3 separate regions of the Pan troglodytes genome follow, and all the other regions are linked to region 2. A link is a contact called in public Hi-C and HiChIP or PLAC-seq data. All regions are on one chromosome and are shown on one strand. The core of a region is the stretch at or near the end of the contact, and the rest is flanking DNA. Distances in the headings are between cores, read along the strand shown. Region 1 overlaps STK10 (serine/threonine kinase 10). Region 2 holds the start of UBTD2 (ubiquitin domain containing 2). Region 3 holds the start of SH3PXD2B (SH3 and PX domains 2B).

Region 1 (2,700 bases), core at 3-2,502, 180 kb after region 2:
CTTATTAGTTAATGGTGGGAGCCCTCTCCTAGTTTGCAGAGACCAGCTGAGGATCCAACCTTGTTAGCGGCCCTTTCTGAAGCTTGCTGTGTTATTTTCTGCACACAGGGTCCTGCAGGGCCTTGCAAGCCAGAGCCAGGTCCTGGGCTTTATCTGTGCATTAGGGGAGACACAGCATCCGACATCCATTTATAAGGGTCCTCCTGCCTTCTGGCTGCTGTGTGCGGGATCAGGAGACTCTGAGCATCTCATTAGCTGGCTGTACTGCCTTAGAATGGGCAGGTGGATAATGGTTTCCTTGAAGCTTTTTGAACTATTGGAGGGAGCTGTGAGCCATTCTTTGCCTGGGCCCATGCCTCGAGTTAGGGCGTCATGGCTGGAGGCTGGGTGAGGTCGGTGTGTCCACAGCAGTGTTCTGAGGGCTGTGCACAGCACTTGCCTGGTCATTTGCAAATCTGCCGACCAGTGTCCCCATGTCACTGCCACTGATGGAAGAGGGGGAGGAATGGGCCTGGGTGATGCAACAGGGCTGCCCTTTCACTGCCGTGTCGGCTCCGGTCCTGCCCTCAGCATGACAGCCTTAGAGGTGCGGTGGCAGGAAGGGGAGGAAGGCGCCACACCAGGCACTTGAGTCTTTGTATTCACCCAGCTTTTCCCAGCTTCCTACTGTGTGCCATGCACTGGGCCTGTGGTCGGCATTCTGAGCCACTGTGCGTCCTTCTGGGGTAGCAGCTTAGTTATTATGAGTGTGAGCTGGGGCGGGAAAGTCCAGGGTTCGACAGCTCTGCCATTTACTGGCTGTGAGCCCCTGGGCAAATGGCTTAACCTCTCTGTGACTTGCTTGTCACTCTGAAATGGGAGTGAATAGCAGCAGTCCCCTTACTGGGTGGTTGTGAGGATTAAAGGGAGAGGTAGTCTGAAGCGCTTCGCTTAGCTCTTAAGCACAGTGCTCCAGGAATGCTTGATGCATAGGACTGAGGTATTTATTTTTTTAAAAATGGAAAGAACCAGAATGCAAAATGAGGTCTATCTACTGCCGGGGGTGGGGGGTCACAGTCGTTCCTTTTACATTTCTATAATGTATTTGAAAGCAAATTTCTGGAGTGCCCAAAGGCCTCATTTTCTGGGTATTGTGGGGAGTGGGCTGGGGCCCCCTGAAGTGGGTGGGGTCGAGTGGGGCTGCTGTCACTGTCCAAGCCGCTTGGGGCCAATTGTTTCCTGTAAGAGGCACCTCCTGCCCTGATACATCCGGCCTCCAGGACATTCCACGGAGAGACCAGCTGTCCCCCATCCCCATATGGCAGCTCCGGAGCTGCAGCCTCAGCCAGGAATTTCCGCTCCATACTTGGAAAAAATGTCCTGCCAGAGGATTCTTACCGTCCAGCAGAAAGGGTTGCAGAACAAAGGAGCGATCTCTGGAGATGAATAAAGCACCTTTCACGCCTGTGCTGCTGCTGGCTTCACCCACGCGCCTTTTCCTCTCCAGTGAGAGAGGGTGGGCATGGCATTACCCCCTCGGGAGGACACCGGGATCAGAGCAGGGAGGTGACTGGCCCCAGGCCGCTTGGCTTTGAGTGACAGAGGTGGGCCCAGATCTTGGCTTCCCAGCCCCCACCTCCAGTGCTGTCAGCCTTCAGGGTGTCTACCGGCTTCCAAGAAGTGCCTGGCTCTCACGTCTCCCTGTGTCCCGCCCTGGGCGGAGTGATTCACGCCCCCATTGGTTTGTGATTCATTCAATGACTCCTGCAGACATTCTTTGGGCCTGGACCAACTTGTGGTTAGTAACCAGGCTCTGAAATCAGACACGCCATGCCCCGCCCCCCCCACCCAGAATCTGCATGGTTCTCACTCTGTGCCTCAGTTTCCTCATCTGTAAGATGTAGAGAGTGCTGGCTGCACAGGATTGTGTGAGTGAATGAGATTTTGTATGTAACATTTTTAACATACAGCTGTCACACGTGAGGTGCTGAGTAGATACTGGCTGAATTTGCTCTTAAACCTGTCCACTCTATCACAGCTGCTCTTGTCAAGGTCGTCAGCGGTTTCTGTGCCATGGGTCAGCCTCGGTGTTGGTCTCACTGAACACATCAACAGCACCAGCCCAGTCGATCTCCTCCTCCTCCTGTCGGCACTCGACCTCCAGGCCTCCACACACCCTTGGTCATCAGCCTCTCCTTCTCTGTTGCCTTTGCTCGCCCCCCTTTGCCCCAGCTCATTAGTGTGAGAGTGCACAGGGCCCTCCCTCCATCTCCACGCACCCAGTGTGCAGCACTACCAGCTCGATGCCTCAGCCCGCGTCCAGCTGTTGACTCCCCGGAGGTCCAGTGGGCATCTCACACTGAACGCTGAGCACTTGGATCTTTTCGCCGACGTGCTCCACCACTGGCTTTCCCATCTCAGCCGATGGCAGCTCCACCCTTCCAGTGGCTCGGGCCCCAAACCATGCAGGCACCCTTGCTCCTCTTTCTTCCACACTCCCTAGCCCACCTATCAGGAAATCCCGTTGTCCCTGCATTCAGTACATGCCTAGACTTCAGCCTTTCCCACCCCTCCATTGCAGCCACTACCTGGGCCACCACCACCTCTCACTCGGGCTGCTGCCTCCTCGCTGGTCCCCTGCCCTCTCTGTTGGGTCTGGGCTGAGCACAGCAGCCAGAGTGAACCTTCTCAACAGGGGCCAGCTCATGTCCTCCCCCGGGC
Region 2 (2,760 bases), core at 50-2,549:
TTTATCAAATGAATACAGAGATCTAAATCTTTGTATAATATCTTGATCTATTTCTGTGAGCTAGATTTCCAGATGTGGAATAATCCCGAGTCAAAGGATATGAACATTTTTAAGGCTCTTGATCTGCATTGCCAAATTGCTTTGCAAAAAAGATTGAACCAATTTACACTCCCACCAGCAGTGTATGAGAATATATTTAAATGCAAATCCCAAGCTGCAGAGCATCTCTTTCTTAGGTATTTCAACTTAAAAAATTTCTTTTCGTGCTAAGCAAAAGCTGACCCAGGATGTTAAAAAAAGAAAGTCTGATATAAAAATGGAGCCGATAGTTAAAACAGCTTCTTAGGCAGAAATAAGCTTCAGAAAGGCCCAAGCAGGATGATAACAATTTTAAGGCATCATAGCACGAAGCACAATTCTAAAGGGACCATTAACAATTTGGCTGAGATTGGAAAAGTAACCGCCAAGAATGTTGGGCGTGGTCAATGTCCCAAATTCTAGATTCGAAAAGGCAGGGTGTTTCACTCATTTACACTTCACTTTGGCCTAAGGACGATTTAAGATACCCAAAGGCAGGATCTTGATAAGTAGTATTGTTTGAATCATTAATCCCGTGAAAATGAAAGAAACCCACGCCCCCTGAACTAAGGTCAGCGTTTATCTCTTCTTTCCAGGCGTTCCATCAGGACGCCTCGCCTCTAATCTCAGTTTGGTTTGCCACAACCACTGCCTCCACCCCTAATAATGGGGCCCCATGATTTTAGGGAAGACGGGGGTGGGCAGGCAAGAGGAAGCCCAGATTCGGGGTACCAACCCACGGAGCGCCATACAAATTCAAAGGGCGCTGGGACCTCAAGGTTCGGCCAGGACACTCTCCCCCGAGCCCCCGTTATTTGGGAAACCGCCCCGTCCCCGCCTGCGAGTCTTCCACGACTACTTCTCGGTTCCCCCGTGCGACCCGCTTCCACCAGCAAGAAGGAGCCGACGGCCGAGGAGCCAGGAACTCGATTTCGCCCCTTCCCACTCCTCTTTTCTCACTTTTGTTCGGCTTTTCCTGCTTTCCCTCCCTTCTTCCCTCTCCTTTCTTCTTCCCGTCCTCCCTCTCTCCTCCTCCCCTCGCCTCCAGTCCTCCCCCCGCCTCCAGTCCTCCCCCCACCTAGCCCCCTGCGTCCCCTCCCCCGCCTCACCCTCGCCCCGCTCCGCTCGCAGCCCCGCCCGCAGCCAATCAGAGCGCGGCCTCCGGTGGCCCCGCCCTTCTCCGGCGATTCCGGGCGGGCCGGGCCGAGCCCAGGCCGAGCCCAGGCCGTGGGTGCGGAGGGCGGCGCCGCGGGGCGGGGGCCGATGGGTCCTGGCGGACGCGAGGCGCCGGCGCGGGGCTCGCCTGGACTCGGGTGTGCGGGGCTGTGAGGGGGCGAGGCGGGCGCTGCGGCCCGCCCGGGATGGGCCAGCCCTGGCCTGGCGGGGCTGAGCCGACGGCGAGGGCGGCGCGCGGGCCAGGCCTGCCGGGCGGGCGGCCCGGGGGTTGAGGTAGAAGTGGGCGCGGAGGAAGGGGCCGAGCCAAGGCGGTGGGTGGAGCGGCGAGGGGGGCGGAGGCTGGGCCGCGGCGGGCGAGCGGAGCGGCGCGCCTGTCCGGAGCTCGGCGGTGGCGCCGGAGGAGGCTGCAGCGGCGGCGGCGGCGGGCCCGGACGAGCGTCCGGAGGTGGCGGACGAGGCGCCGGGGGCCCCCATGGGCGGGTGTGTGGGCGCCCAGCACGACTCCTCGGGCAGCCTCAACGAGAACTCGGAGGGCACCGGAGGTAGGTGAGCGCCAGGGGGCAGCCTCGGCCCCCCATTGTTCCCGGCCAGGCCCGGCCACCTGTCCCGACCCCCGCGGGCCGCGCCGGGCCCCCGCGCCCCTTTGTCATCCCCTCTTCCACGTCATTCCCCGCGCTCCGCTTCCGGCTGCCCTGCCAGCCGCGGGGGTCGCCCCTTCCCACCCCAGCCCCGAAGAAAAGTCCTCTGAGCGCCGGGGACGTAGCCCTTGGCCTCGCCGACCGCCCCGCTCGGCTCAGGGAAGTCGGACCCGAAGCTGCCCTTCTGGCCACCTCACTCCCTCTCCAGGCCGTTTAATTATTGAGGATCAGGATGGCGGCGCCGGGGTTGCAGAAAAGCGAATTGATGGCGGGGGGAGGGAGCTTGATGCGTTCCCTCCGACGGGCCCCGCCACATCTTTCCGCACCCTTCCTTGTTCTGTGGAGTTGGCTGGTCTCAGCTTTCCTGAGTTTCAGATGACAGCTGCCCCGGTTGGTTCCAAATTGGCCATTTAAACCTGCGAGTTTCTGGAGCTCGGCTGGAGGAGTCTCCAGTGGCCGCAGGCATTGTATTAAGGAGGGGTGGGGAAACGGTCTTCCCGGGTAAAACGTGGCTCCTTGCTACAGCTTGGGGGTGTTAGGCCGGTGTGCTGTCGGGGTGGGCTAATCAAATTCCCATCTGTCTTAAGTAGAAGGAAAATATGTAGGATAAAAGTACAAATGCAGTTGGACCCTGACTTACCCCAGTAAGATCAGTACTTTAAAAGTTTTCTAACACGGGAGCGCACTCCTACTTTATAGTAAAAGCGTGCTGAGGATAGGTATTTTAATTCAATCAGTAGTAGTTGTAGTATGGCAGTATAATAATAAAATTAGTTCTATCTTTAAGTGACCTTTGGTTACGTCCATTCTGTAGAATATTTTAGTTATAAACAGCCTTTAGGCAAAGATGACAGCGTTGGTTTTATTT
Region 3 (2,700 bases), core at 129-2,628, 170 kb before region 2:
GAGAGCCGTCCTCCCCTGGATAAGCCCACCCTCTTCCAAAGGCTGATCCTGGACCGGGATGGGAAGTAGCTCTGTCGTGGCACGGAGAAGAGTCGTACGGTTTGTTGAAAAGAGCCCCCACTTACTGGCTGTGAAAACACTGGCCAGGGGCCTAAACCTCCCATCCATGCATTATATATTCATTTATCCATTCATTCAGCCAACATCTCCTGAAAGTGACTCAGTGCCCAGCCAGTGCTAGGAGGCACTAGATGAAGAAACGAGGAGCTGCCCCAGCCACGGTAGCTTCAACGTGTGAGATCCACCTAGAGGCAGGCAGTGACGGCCTCCATCCACCGCCTCCCTGACTCTGGACCTTCACTGATGTAATTCCTGTAAGGCACATTCTTCTGAAGTGCAGTTCCCAAGTCAGAGGGTCCTCGGGCCTCACTGGAAATGTCCAAATGTCTGGAGGCCGCCCTCTGTAAAAACACCTTTTCCTCCTAGAGTCTGCCTGAGGATGCAAAGACAGCATTTGTGAAAAGCAGGGGCCACGGGGCCCAGCGAGCAGTTAAGTGCTCCGCAACTGGAAATCGATGGCCTTGCTAACAAGCACCCAGGTGCCCCTCACACATAGTCACCACCCTTTTATCCCCTTTTGTTGCTTCCATCGCAATTACATTGCACGTATGCGCATTTGTTGCAGTTTTTCTCTCCCTCACTCCCCATGTCCCAGACTGAGGCTGGGGGAACCTGGTCACGGGTCTCTTGCTCCTCCTGAATCACCAGGGCTTGGGGTGGGTTTAGGAATGCCAGCACTCATACCATGGACTGCACTGCGGAATGGCTTCACATGCACTTAATCCTGGGCGCAGCACCGGCAGGCAGGCGGTACCACTGACACATGCTACAATATGGATGAGCCCTGAGGACGTTATGCCGAGTGAAATAAGCCAGACACAAAAAGACAAACATGGTGCTTGTACTACTAGGCTCATATTATAGACGAACAGACCCAACCCAGAGAGGTTAAGCAACTTGCCGAGGGCACAGAGTGGAAAAGCGGCAAAGCCGGGATTCGAACCCGGGTGTCCGGCTCTCCAAACTGGCGGTGGATGGCGGCTGCCGGAGCGAGAGTGCTGGAATGAATCGACACGTCAATCAGTGAACGGGCGACGGGGTCAGTCCAGTCCCCTCCCCCGGCGCGGCGGCTCAGCACCGGGACAAAGGCCGGGCGGGGGCCGGACGTGGCCGGCGGGGTTCGCGCGCGGTGGGCGGGGGTCGGGGCCGGGCCCTTTAAGGGGGGCGGGCCGGCGGCGCGGGGGGCGGCGCGGGGGGCGGCGCGGGGGGCGGCGCGGGGGGCGGCGCGGGGGGCGGGCCGGGGGCGGGCGGCGGCGGCTGGGCCCGGCTGGAGTGCGCGCCGAGCGAAGGGCGGCGGCGGCGGCGGCGGCGGCTCGTGCTCGGCCCCGGCTGTGATTGCGCTCAGCTCCAGGTTCCCTGCCCGCGGCGGCGCGCCCCCAGCGCTCCCTGCACCCCGCGCCACCCGCACCCGCGCTCGGCCCGCTGCGGGCGGAGGAGCGGCCATGCCGCCGCGGCGCAGCATCGTGGAGGTGAAGGTGCTAGACGTGCAGAAGCGGCGGGTGCCCAACAAGCATTATGTGAGTGCGGCGCGGCCCCCACGCCCCCTTGAGCCCGCGCCCCGTCGGGGGCGACCGAGGGCCCCCGGCTTGGAAAACTTCTGCCTCCAGCGCTTCCCGTCCCCTCCTCCCCTGCTCTCCCCTCGGCCCTGCGGCGGCGCTGCCCGGGTCCCTCCCGACTCCTCCTCCCTCCCTCCCCTCCCCTCCCCTCCCCGCTTTTGCCTCGTTCTCCCCCTCCATCCCTTCCTCCCGCCTCGCCCCCCTACTCGCCTCCCTGCGGCTCCTCTACCCCTTTCCGTCTCCTCCGTGTCCCCCCAACTCCCGTCCTGCTCATCTGTGGAAAAGTCTGGCCCCAGCCGCTGAGGGGTCTGAGACAGAAAGCGGGAGAGAGAGAAGTGCCTGTTCTCAGGCCGCCCGCCTTGCCCCTCCTTGTCCAGAGGCGCGCAGACCCGCAGTCCCCAGCCACAGGTCGCCCCTCTAGGGTTCGCCGAATTTGACTCCGTTCTTTGGCAAGAGCCGGCCTGGGCGATGGAGGAGATCTCTGGGAATGGATCATTTGAGTGGTTACGCCTTTAAAGGGTTAAAAACATCCCCTGCCCCCTCTCTCCAGTAACTTCTGTTTTAAAATGTACGAAAGTTTTCTCCTGGCATCTCCCTCTGGAACATGGGAATCTTGTTTGGAGCTGGCAAGGACTTGAGAAAATGGGACAGAAGCGTCGTTTTGCAGATAGGAAGGCTGAGGCTCAGAGGTTGCAGGTCCTGGAACATAGAGCTGCATTCGGGCTTCCCTCCCTCCAGCAGGGGTGCCTGGGGCTGACGGTGACCTGCAGGTGGAAAGTGGCTTCCGCAGCAACCTAGGGGACACGTCTGCAGATTCAGGAGGCCCTGGGACCACCTCGCAGGTTCTAGGTGGAGATAAAGGGGATGTGGGGTGATGGGCCCACATGAGGCCTTGGGGAGGGCCTCATTACAGCAGGGAAGGGGGCTATAGTGTCTCTGGCGGTGAGAAGTGGGCAGTGGCGGAGCCTGGCTGCAGAGAAGTTAACCAGGAAGGGAAAAAGAGTAAGAGGGAGGGAAAAAATCC

Evidence for each region. A called contact is a pair of places that touch in the nucleus more often than the background predicts. HiChIP or PLAC-seq counts read pairs in DNA pulled down with a chosen protein or histone mark.
Region 1: a Hi-C map of stem cell-derived neural progenitor cells shows a contact between it and region 2, with 4 times the contacts expected there. The contact joins the enhancer-like site here to the promoter of UBTD2 in region 2. A contact is called at or near these places in 3 of 7 Hi-C or Micro-C datasets (induced pluripotent stem cells and stem cell-derived neural progenitor cells) and 1 of 1 datasets of contacts at active chromatin or transcription factors (stem cell-derived excitatory neurons).
Region 3: an H3K4me3 HiChIP or PLAC-seq map of stem cell-derived excitatory neurons shows a contact between it and region 2, with 2.5 times the contacts expected there. The contact joins the promoter of SH3PXD2B here to the promoter of UBTD2 in region 2. A contact is called at or near these places in 1 of 7 Hi-C or Micro-C datasets (stem cell-derived neural progenitor cells) and 1 of 1 datasets of contacts at active chromatin or transcription factors (stem cell-derived excitatory neurons).

The regions. Positions count from the first base shown.
Region 1 is chr4:169,763,558-169,766,257 of NHGRI_mPanTro3-v2.0_pri, reverse strand. All of the region lies in intron 7 of STK10 (serine/threonine kinase 10), which reads left to right. Among named protein-coding and RNA genes, the nearest start is that of STK10, 85 kb to the left of the region's middle. Within about 2 kb of position 1,252, at least 5 of the 24 cell types and tissues checked have an H3K27ac peak or open chromatin away from gene starts, as enhancers often do. A contact at or near this core is called in stem cell-derived neural progenitor cells, where this site is marked.
Region 2 is chr4:169,945,415-169,948,174 of NHGRI_mPanTro3-v2.0_pri, reverse strand. It overlaps UBTD2 (ubiquitin domain containing 2), which reads left to right and starts at 1,299. Exons shown (of 3, transcript XM_016954201.4): 1 at 1,299-1,796. The coding sequence starts at 1,727.
Region 3 is chr4:170,116,609-170,119,308 of NHGRI_mPanTro3-v2.0_pri, reverse strand. It overlaps SH3PXD2B (SH3 and PX domains 2B), which reads left to right and starts at 1,378. Exons shown (of 14, transcript XM_016954204.4): 1 at 1,378-1,637. The coding sequence starts at 1,563.